Regions from separate parts of the Cyprinus carpio genome. Here region 1 is linked to region 2. The links are chromatin contacts, called in public Hi-C maps. All regions are on one chromosome and are shown on one strand. Each heading gives the region's core, a stretch centred on a gene start, on an enhancer-like site or on the middle of the called end of the contact. The rest is flanking DNA. Distances are from core to core; before and after follow the strand shown. Region 1 holds the start of LOC122137451 (immediate early response gene 5-like protein). Region 2 has its middle 33 kb from the start of LOC122137451.

What was found. Hi-C and Micro-C count contacts between places; a contact is called where the count stands out from the background.
Region 1: a contact with region 2 is called in a Hi-C map of skeletal muscle, with 1.6 times the contacts expected there. The contact joins the promoter of LOC122137451 here to the enhancer-like site in region 2. A contact is called at or near these places in 2 of 8 Hi-C or Micro-C datasets (liver and skeletal muscle).

What each region holds. Positions count from the first base shown.
Region 1 is chrB5:9,507,807-9,512,539 of ASM1834038v1, forward strand. LOC122137451 (immediate early response gene 5-like protein) reads left to right here and starts at 2,860. Exons shown (of 1, transcript XM_042724172.1): 1 at 2,860-4,733. The coding sequence starts at 3,040. The coding sequence ends at 3,948.
Region 2 is chrB5:9,474,892-9,479,716 of ASM1834038v1, forward strand. No RefSeq gene overlaps it. Among protein-coding and RNA genes, the nearest start is that of LOC122137451, 33 kb to the right of the region's middle. Within about 2 kb of position 2,235, at least 4 of the 8 cell types and tissues checked have an H3K27ac peak or open chromatin away from gene starts, as enhancers often do. A contact at or near this core is called in liver and skeletal muscle, where this site is marked.

The sequences.
Region 1 (4,733 bases), core at 1,610-4,109, 34 kb after region 2:
TATGTCCATATTAAAGTGTATTTCTGCAATTCATGTATTACATTGTTTTTAAAAGTCAGCAATACGCATTTTAAACGTTCTTTCAACCACTACATTAGTCATACAAACACAAACCTTCATGGTAAAGGACCAATAAATAAATAAAATAACTGGGATTAGTGATTTTAGTGGTCCATGACATTCATAGTAGCCTTAGTTATTCTAAATCACGAAATATTACTTTCGGATACTTGCATTGTTGTTGCATGTTTTTGTCATCTTTGTTCTGATCCCACTGAAGGATGTCATTGAGGTATGGAGCAATCATAACTCTCATGGAAGTGGTGATCACCTCTACTAACAAGAAAACAGTAAATCCTATATTCTCTCTGGAGCGTTTAGAAGAAAATACATTTTCTTTCTGATGATGGAAGTTTATAGCCACTGACCTCTTATCACAACTGGAGAGATACCATTGACTGATGATTCACTGTCGCTGGAGTAGTGTTTATGCTTTTTTCTGTTTACAGATAGGCTATATATGAGACTATAGGACATGACAGAACTTGTTGTAAATAAATGTTTTTATATGACTGTAAAAAAAAAAAAAAACACGGTTCAAATACTCTATATTACATTCTAGTGTTCCAGAGGAAGCAAATCTTTATCTGAAGTCTTCCAGATCCAGGTGAGAAATTAGAAAGTGTTTCCAAATGTATTTTTTAAGCTGTAATACAAATTTAAGGACTGTTCTCACAGCGTTTATGTTATTATTTGTTCAGTAGATAGCTGCTTCATTTTATATTATATATATTATAGATAGATAGACAGACAGACAGACATGAATATATAATAGAATGGTATGACACTAAATGAGAGGTGAAGCATCTTAATTCAGCTCTATGTTTAGAGGCCCATTAGACAAAATTAGCCTGCATTAGGACTAATAGTCTGCAGTCACTAAACATCTGTGTAGAATTCCGATGTGTCTCAAACTTCTTTTGGCATAGCTGTAAAGTGACTGGATATAATGCAGCTGTTCTTTTAAAGGTAAAAAGCCTGCCTCTTTGAAAATCTTTAAAATCACATATGGTTAATGTGATGAACTACACCCGTGGTTACTCTGCTCGGACACCTGGATGAAATTGAGGAGAACTGGCTTCATATATCCACCAAAAATCAACCTGAGATTAGATGATTAAAAGTACTTACCAAAAAAAAAAGTTACATTGGAGAAGCAGTCTAGCATCGTTTGCAGAGGCCACTTGATTTGATATTTTGTTTTCTAATGCAATGACATTCATACATTTTAAATGTGTCTTAAGTGTCAAAATATTAACATGGAGTGGATGAATGCACTGCTACACAAACGTGTTGCATGAAAGGATGCAGCACTGGCAGATTTATTAGCTAGTCAGTATAAAGTTTTCGCTACTCAAAATCTGAATGTCCGCATTCCGGTCTGAAGCAACTATGCATAAATTTCTTTAGTTATATCAAGTTATATCTAACCATTTAGTGCTGATTTACAGCTGTTTATTATTAAATTAGCTAATTTTCTAAATCTCTTCAGAAGACTCCTACATATTGTTACTGTATTTCATGGATAGCTTCTCTGAAATTAATGTTGCATGACAGAACTCACAGCTAAACTCAGCTAAACAATATCTCTTCTTACCATTGCAAACAATTTTACTTTTCTTATGGAAATTAAAGCATAAGCTTTACTTTGAACTGTACAAACAGCTTTATTGTTAGTGTTTTTACATATTTTTCACATTCTATTTTTTTTTAATGCATGATTGTAATGTTGCTACTCTTTTCATCCTTTATGTTTGGTTGTGTGTGTTGGTTACTTGTTTAGTTGTTTATTGATTATTTATACGTTCAATACATTTTGGGTATTTCAATTCATTTGGGTATTCACAATACATTTTGGGCATTGTGAAAATGCAGAGATATAAGCTTTAGCTCCCACTGGAGAACTGAGTTTGTGCATGTGTGTGTGTGTGTGTGTGTGTGTGTGTGTGTGTGTGTGTGTGTGTGTGTGTGTGTGTGTTAGAGAGAGAGAGAGAGAGAGAGAGAGTTGACCAGGAATATCGAAATGATTCTCTTAAAAACTGCTGTGATCTGTTATACTAGTGGGAAGAATGAACAGCAATTAGAGAAATAAATAAGAAATAAAATGTTCTTGCACAAACAGTTTGAAATGTCTGTATAGCCTAAACCTTGCTAAACTATAAAGAATCTATATTAGAGAAACATAATACAATATTTTTTTAGACTAATTATGTAGTATGCATGTCAATTACATTTGCTGTCTTTCCGTCTAAATCATCCATATCATTCATGTTTTTTAAAAAAAAAAAAATGCATTAAATATAAAGCTGTATTTACATATTTATGATCAATAATGTAACGTTTCATATGCTGGTACGGTTTGTATGTAAGTTGGAAATGAGTATAATGTTCTTAAAATATCGATTACCCAAAACAGAGAAATTTTAGTTTTAATGACCTTTTAAACTTCCAGGTCGTAATAACTCATACAGCGTGTTTTTCAGTTGTGTTAAACTTACAGTGCTTAGTACTTTTTAACTTATGAAAGGAAATATTTTGGTGAATTTGTGTCAGATCCTTCAAGAAGTCTCTCCGGCACACATGACAAGAGCATGCACTCCGATGCACAATGCGCCTCATGAGAACATTCCAGTTTGGTAAAGTCAGTTTGGAATTTGAATAGCACAGAAGAACCGCCTCTGTGTGATTGGACGAGATCAAAACCTCTTGGTGGAATTTGCTTGTCACTCAACGGTATTCTCGGCTTCTGATTGGCCGGAGGCGAAGTGGGCGGAAAGTTCTTCGCCATATATATACTATGGCAGCAAGCGCAGGCTAATGATTGCCTACGCTCACACGCTGAGGCAGAAACGACCACGTTCAATGTTACTCCACAGAGCTGACTTAAGCCATCGTCCCCGCACGAAATATCGTGATTCTGACTAAAATAAAGTTTGTGTCCTTCGTCGGAGTGGTGGGAGAACATCACGACCCCCGACCATGATCAACACCATGGAGTGTGCAGTGGATGCACAAAGTCTCATTTCGATATCATTAAGGAAAATCCACAACTCCCGTACGCAGAGAGGAGGAATCAAGCTGCACAAAAACCTGCTGGTCTCTTATGTACTAAGGAACGCCAGGCAAGTCTACATGAACGAGAAGTACGCTGAAATCTACAGAATGCAGCAGTACGAGGAGGTGATGACCGTCTGCAACGAGATCCAGGAGCTGAACCCTCTCGAACTGGTGGAGGACTGCGAGGAGCAGACGGGGGACTGCTGCGGCAGCGCGACCGAGTCGGCGAGCCTCTGCGGTGCGCTCCTGCCCGTCAGTCACCAGGCTCCTTCGGCGCAGCACATCCAGCCTAGCAGCGCCTGCTCGGTGCCCCTAGCTCTCCAAAGCGAGGAGGTCTGCAAAGCGCAGGAACCCTCGTTCTACCGCAGCTGCTGCGCGGAAGCTTACCCCGTGTCCAGCTGTGACTTTTCGCCGGTAAACAGCATGCACTGCAACAAAACTACAGTGCTCGATTTGGACACACATGTCGTTACCACAGTAGAAAACGGGTATTTGCATCAGGACTGCTGCGCTTCGCTCCAACAGTGCTGCCAGGGCGCGCAGAGCCCGGCCAAGAAACGCAAGCTTGACTTTGGGTACTACGTGTCCGAGATCGAAGAGGTACCGGATTTTACGCCGTGTAAAAGAGCGAAATTTGAGGACTCTTCATACGCGTGCACGGAGCCCTTGGACACGTCGAACATTTCCAACCTCATCTCGATCTTCGGCTCGGGGTTTTCGGGACTGGTGAGCAGACAGGCGGACTTGGAGCAAGCCTTAAACGGACAGTTCTGTAGCAAACAAGCCCTGGCGAGTTTAGGGGCTTGGACGAGAGCTATTGTAGCCTTTTGACTCTGTGGTTAATGCGAATACAGATACTTTATGAAAAACAAATGTACAAAGTCTAAGACAAATTGACTTTTATTTTTGCAGCAAAGTTATTTAAGCCTTTTTATTTGGGTTTGTTTTTAGTTTCGTTTCAGTGGGGGAGGCGGACGGTGGTTGTAGCCTACCACTTGTGATGTATCCTTTAAAACAAATGTCGATAGCCTACAACAAGCGTTTTAAAACCAAGTTGAATTTCGTTGCCTTAAACCCAACGCAGACTGCTAGCTATGGCCACAAACACGGAAAGTATCTGAATGTTTCGCTCGTGGATTGTTTCTTTTTTCTCTCCCTCCCCAGGAACTTTCACAAAGATGTATTGTAAAATAACATTACAGCCCATGTAATGTTGGGAATAACAGGCTGCAAACGGAGAAGCCTATACCCACTGCACGCTTATTTCTCACACAGAACATAACACTTTAATCTGCCGTGTCACATTTTCTAACGTTTTAACGACTACCAGTTTACCAGTAGAACAGGCTACAACAACAATACTATCTGAGCTCGTGCTACAGGAAGAGGACTGGCTTACACAGACTACATTCTGTAGTATCACACAAGGCAATCAAGTAGGCTAATGAAGGTGCAATATTTGAACCCCCTCCCTGTCTCAGTTTGTTGTTTTCTGTATTCTGAAATGTGCTGTTGAACGTGGCGAGGACTGGAGCGTTTTGTTGACTGCACTGACCTACAGCTCCAGTTCCTCTGAGTGTGTTTGTAGTTCGCCTATGCCAGTCACCTCATCAACA
Region 2 (4,825 bases), core at 985-3,484:
CATAATTTTCTCTTATAATAATGGTTTTCAGTGGGTGGACGTGTGTTATTAAGTTTTACTGCATGATGGAAGATTTACAATTGTTTTCTGGTGAAAATGAAATCACAGATGAAACACTCAGGAACAAATTATGAGCAGAAGATTGTCAGCTTTAAAATGAAACCAGTCTTTTCCCTAGTAAAGGTCAAATATAGCTGTCCACTCTGACTGTCAACCACATGTCCAGATATGTATTGTATATATGTGTAGACATATCCATGTGAAATACAGTAGTTCTAAAGTATGTTTCAGCAAAAAGCTTTCTTAGAGAGGTTACCAAATGTTGTTTTTATTAAATAAAAATATGGTTCCCAGTATTTTTATTTCATATCTTTATTTCTTGCTATATTATTAGTTTGGGGTACTAATATCGACCCTTAAAGGGATAGTTACCCCAAAATGTAAAGTTTAATCATCATTTACCCTCATGTCATTCCAAACCCATAAGATTTTCGTTCATCTTCAAAACCAACGATAAAATGAAACCCAAATATTTTCTGTCCATCCAGTAAAAGTGCATGCAACAAAACCGTTGATTTAAAAAGATCTTTAAAGGTCATAAATGTGTCATGAAACTAATCCATATGATTTGAGTGGTCTAATCCAAGTCTTGTGAGGAGCTAAGATCACATTTTATGATGAACAGACTTAATATGAAGGTTTATTTGACTTCATATGATCAAGGCACATTTATAGAGTGCATCAAATATGGTAAACATGGAAGCATGCAAGAGCAAACCTCACTGGTTCTGTGTTTGCTATATATATTTGATGTGCCACTCAATGTATATGTTATCAATTGTTTTATATATGAAACAGATAAATAGTGACATAACATCAAAACGGAAAAAAATGTGTGGTGACTTTGTTCTTTGCATTGGGTGTTGACTGGATTGGTTGATTGGACATCAGAAATGGAGGTATGTGACCATGAGCTTGCAGGACGAGGTTTAAATGCACTGAATTATTAGAGAAGTCCTGAAAATGTCACCAAAGAGAAGCCTGTCTTGTTCACCAGAAATTCCAGTTATGACATTTTTATTAAACATTGCCATTATTTATAATTAAGTGTATACCTGAGTCATTTACAATAAGATCTATAACATGCATTTTAAAAATAGATATGGTGAAGTCTTTCTTTGTGACAACTTTTAGTTGAACATCCAGGGGTAGATAAAGCACAAGTGTCCCTTTAAGGGTACAAGCTTTTGTACCCCTAAAGGTGCTAATTTTGCACAGTTTCTGACAGTACAGTGCGGTGAAACTTTTGGCACAATATCTGCAAAGCAAGAGAGAAAGTATAATCACTTTGTAATTGTCTTGAACCGTGTAACAAAGGTGGGGTCTGTGGTATGAAGTGCTGTTGCTGTGGTCTCTCCTCCACAGTAACGGTTGCTGTGGAGGCTGCAGTTGATGGTTATAACAGCAGCTGTCGCTGCAATGCACTCTGCAGCCCATGAGTAGCAAGAGAGAGAGAGAGAGAGACAGAATGTGGGAGCAACAGAGATAGAGTGAGAAAAGTGGCAGAAGGGGAGAGCTGGTGAGAGAGAGAGGGAGAACAAGCAATGTTTAAAGAGAGCTGTGAGAGATATACCAAGGGAGGGGAGATAGAGGAGAAAGAGCGAAAGAAGTCTGAAAAAATAGGGTTAGAAATAGCAAGCAAAAGAAAACTGCAGACAGAGTGAGCAGAGAAGGAAAGCAAGGGAGAGAGAGCAACAGAAAAAATGCAGTGGGAGCTGGTTTAGATTGTAATAAGAGAGGCCCTGCTCCGCTCTGTCAAGCTGAACTTGCTCCACCACCTCCAACCTCCACAATCACACATCACACACATTCCAGCCTAACCTCAGAGGCCGTGAGCGTGTGCGCCTGTGTGAGCATTTGTGTAGCTGTGCATGGTTGTGTACACTTTTTGTGTGAATACGTGTGCTCCAGAGAAATCCAGAGCAGATAGAGCAACATCAGGGTGTCTCCCATCCGATCAGAGAGGGATACAGAACAAGAGCAACTGTAGACAAAACAGGATGAGGATGAAGCTCGGTTTTAACTGTTCAACCTCAGATTTCAGAGCTTGTGTGTGTGTGTGTGTCGTGCATCTGTTAAAGTGCATGTATTTCCAGCACTAAACTGAGCCGGGCATTGAGGAAGGCTGACGCAAACGAGCAGTGACTAACTATGTAAACACTGTAAAAATAGAGTCGCAGCAATAGTCAGGGACACGAGAACGAGGACGCTTCTAAACAGAAAATATACAGACGTGACCATATTCCCAACAACACACACAGAGACTCAAAAGAGAGCAATTTTTCAAATGTAGACTTGTAAACAAAATGTAAAATGAAAACATTAACTAAATTGGCAATAGACAGGTGAAACAGGATGCTCTATACTTTTATATACTTAAAAATACACACACACGCACACAGGGTGAGAGGGAGGGGTGAGTCTCCGGCAGAGTTTCCTGCCACAGGATTTGAAACTAGAGCTCCTTCAGCTGTGGTCTCCTGTTTCCTCTCCCCATTTCCAAACACATTCATACGTTGGGATGTAGTTCCGTAGTTGTATCCACGCTTATTAAATATGAGCTTTGTGTTTACTAGAATTTTGGAAAAGCAAGAAATGCTAAAAAAGCAAGAAATGCTAAAAAAAAAAAAACAGTACTGTATTTTGTTATATATTCTCAATCATTCCAAATTAGCATGAGTTTTCTTTACTTGGCCTATACTCATGCTTATCTGACCCAGACAGTGGCCGGGTCCAGAGCACAAGGACAAACATAAGCATCAGGCAGATGGGGTTGTGCCTAGCCCAAGAGCACTGCAGCAGAGGTCAAACGAAGTACACCACCGAGAATCTGAACAGGAGTTCCTCCAATTGTAACATTATTAAAAGTGCTTTTCCATGGCACAGTGATAGTATCAGTAACACCATGGTATTGTATCATTACCATATTAACACATTACTGTTCAAATGTTTGGGGTAAGAAATACTTTTTTATATAAAATAGATTTTTCTATTCAGCACAGATGCATTCTATTGAACAGATGTGATACTTCATATTTTTGCAACATAAAATATATATTTTTAATACCAAGCAGCTTTTTAAAAATTTATAATAAGAAGAAATGTTTCTCGAGCACCAAATCAGCATATTAGAGTGATTTCTGAAGGATCATGTGACACCGAAGACTATAGTAATGGCTGCTGAAAAGCTTTGATCACAGGAATAAATTATATTTTAAAATATATCACAATAGAAAGCAGTTATTTTAAACTAATAATATTTCACAAAAATGTATTATTTTTGTATTTTTGATCAAATAAATGCAGCCTTTTAAATGATATTATATGTCATGGTGAAAAATGGCACACAAATCCAAGATGCTTAAAATAATACAATGGAATCACAATCCCATCCAAACAAACATGTTTCTTTATTTATATGATAATGTACTGATGAGTGTACTGTACATATAAAGCTCTGAGATGCTGTACTTGGCCAATGTTTCACTAGCTTCTTCAACAGGCACTACTGAATGAGGACTAGACCATGTGAATTTCCCTACCCAAGAGAAAAATTATTAAAAAAAACTTACTTTTTTTTTTAAACAGTGCAGGCATTTTTTCCCCAAGTTTTACAATGGATGGGCTCGCAACACTTCAATGCATAACATGTTATTTACATAAACCTATAACTATCTAATATTTTATTGATCTATAACTTACCTCCAATTGTAACACAAGTTTATCATATTAAAACTCAAGAGTTCATGTACTTTACAGCAGAATTCACTTAGCTGTAGGCTGCATGAGAATTAGGGGGGCTAAAATTTCACTAGACTCTGAACACTGCTGGTGCTATTCACTAAACTTTAACATTTCTGTACGCCTTGAAATCCTTGGAACGAGCCTGTTGCCTCCAGCTTGCATATTAGTATCATGGCACATGATTGCAGCATTGAATTGATTCTAACACCTCATTTCTCTCCACGGGTTTCACCAAACCATCCGATGCTTGAACATTTTAAACCCTCTCAAGAATAAAATGATGGTTTGAAGCAACAGTATTATTACCACTGTATCATCCCAGGAAGGAAAAAAATAGTTACAGGACATCTTCACACAAAACAACTGTGCACTACTCAACTCAATCCATTTAAATACAATATCTATTAATTTCAGTAGCCTGACAGAGTAACAATTGGCTCAGCCAATGGCAAGACTTTGAAACAGGGTTATCTGTTTTTCTGACCCAGAGAGGGAAGTGGGCATTTTTTAAGAAACCTGTTTGAATTATATACATTATATTTACACTTCTGTGCAACTAACAGTTCAATGGCAAAATGTTTAACAGCTAAGCTGATGCAAAAGGAAGAATAGGTAAAACATACAGAATAATGTTGGATAGAAAGTGTTCACATAGTCTTGAGTGTTTGGTCTTTTAAACTGTTATGCCAACAGTGAGCACTTTCATCAATCAAAACTGAACCCAAATTAAAGGGAGAGTTCAGGAATGATTCTGTCATAATTTACTCACCCTCAAGTTGTTCCAAACCTGTATGACTATCTTTCTTGTGTGAAACATAAAAGATGATATTTTGAAGAACGTTGGTTACCAAACCATTTTGGACGTCCACTGTTTGGACAGAGTTGAAAGAAAGTTGTGCAGGTTTAGAACAACATGGGTGAGTAAATGATGACAACATTTGCATTTTTGGGTGAACTATCCCTTTAAACATGTCATCTTCCCAACCAAATGTTTCTAAGATTTGTGGGAACAATAAAAGAA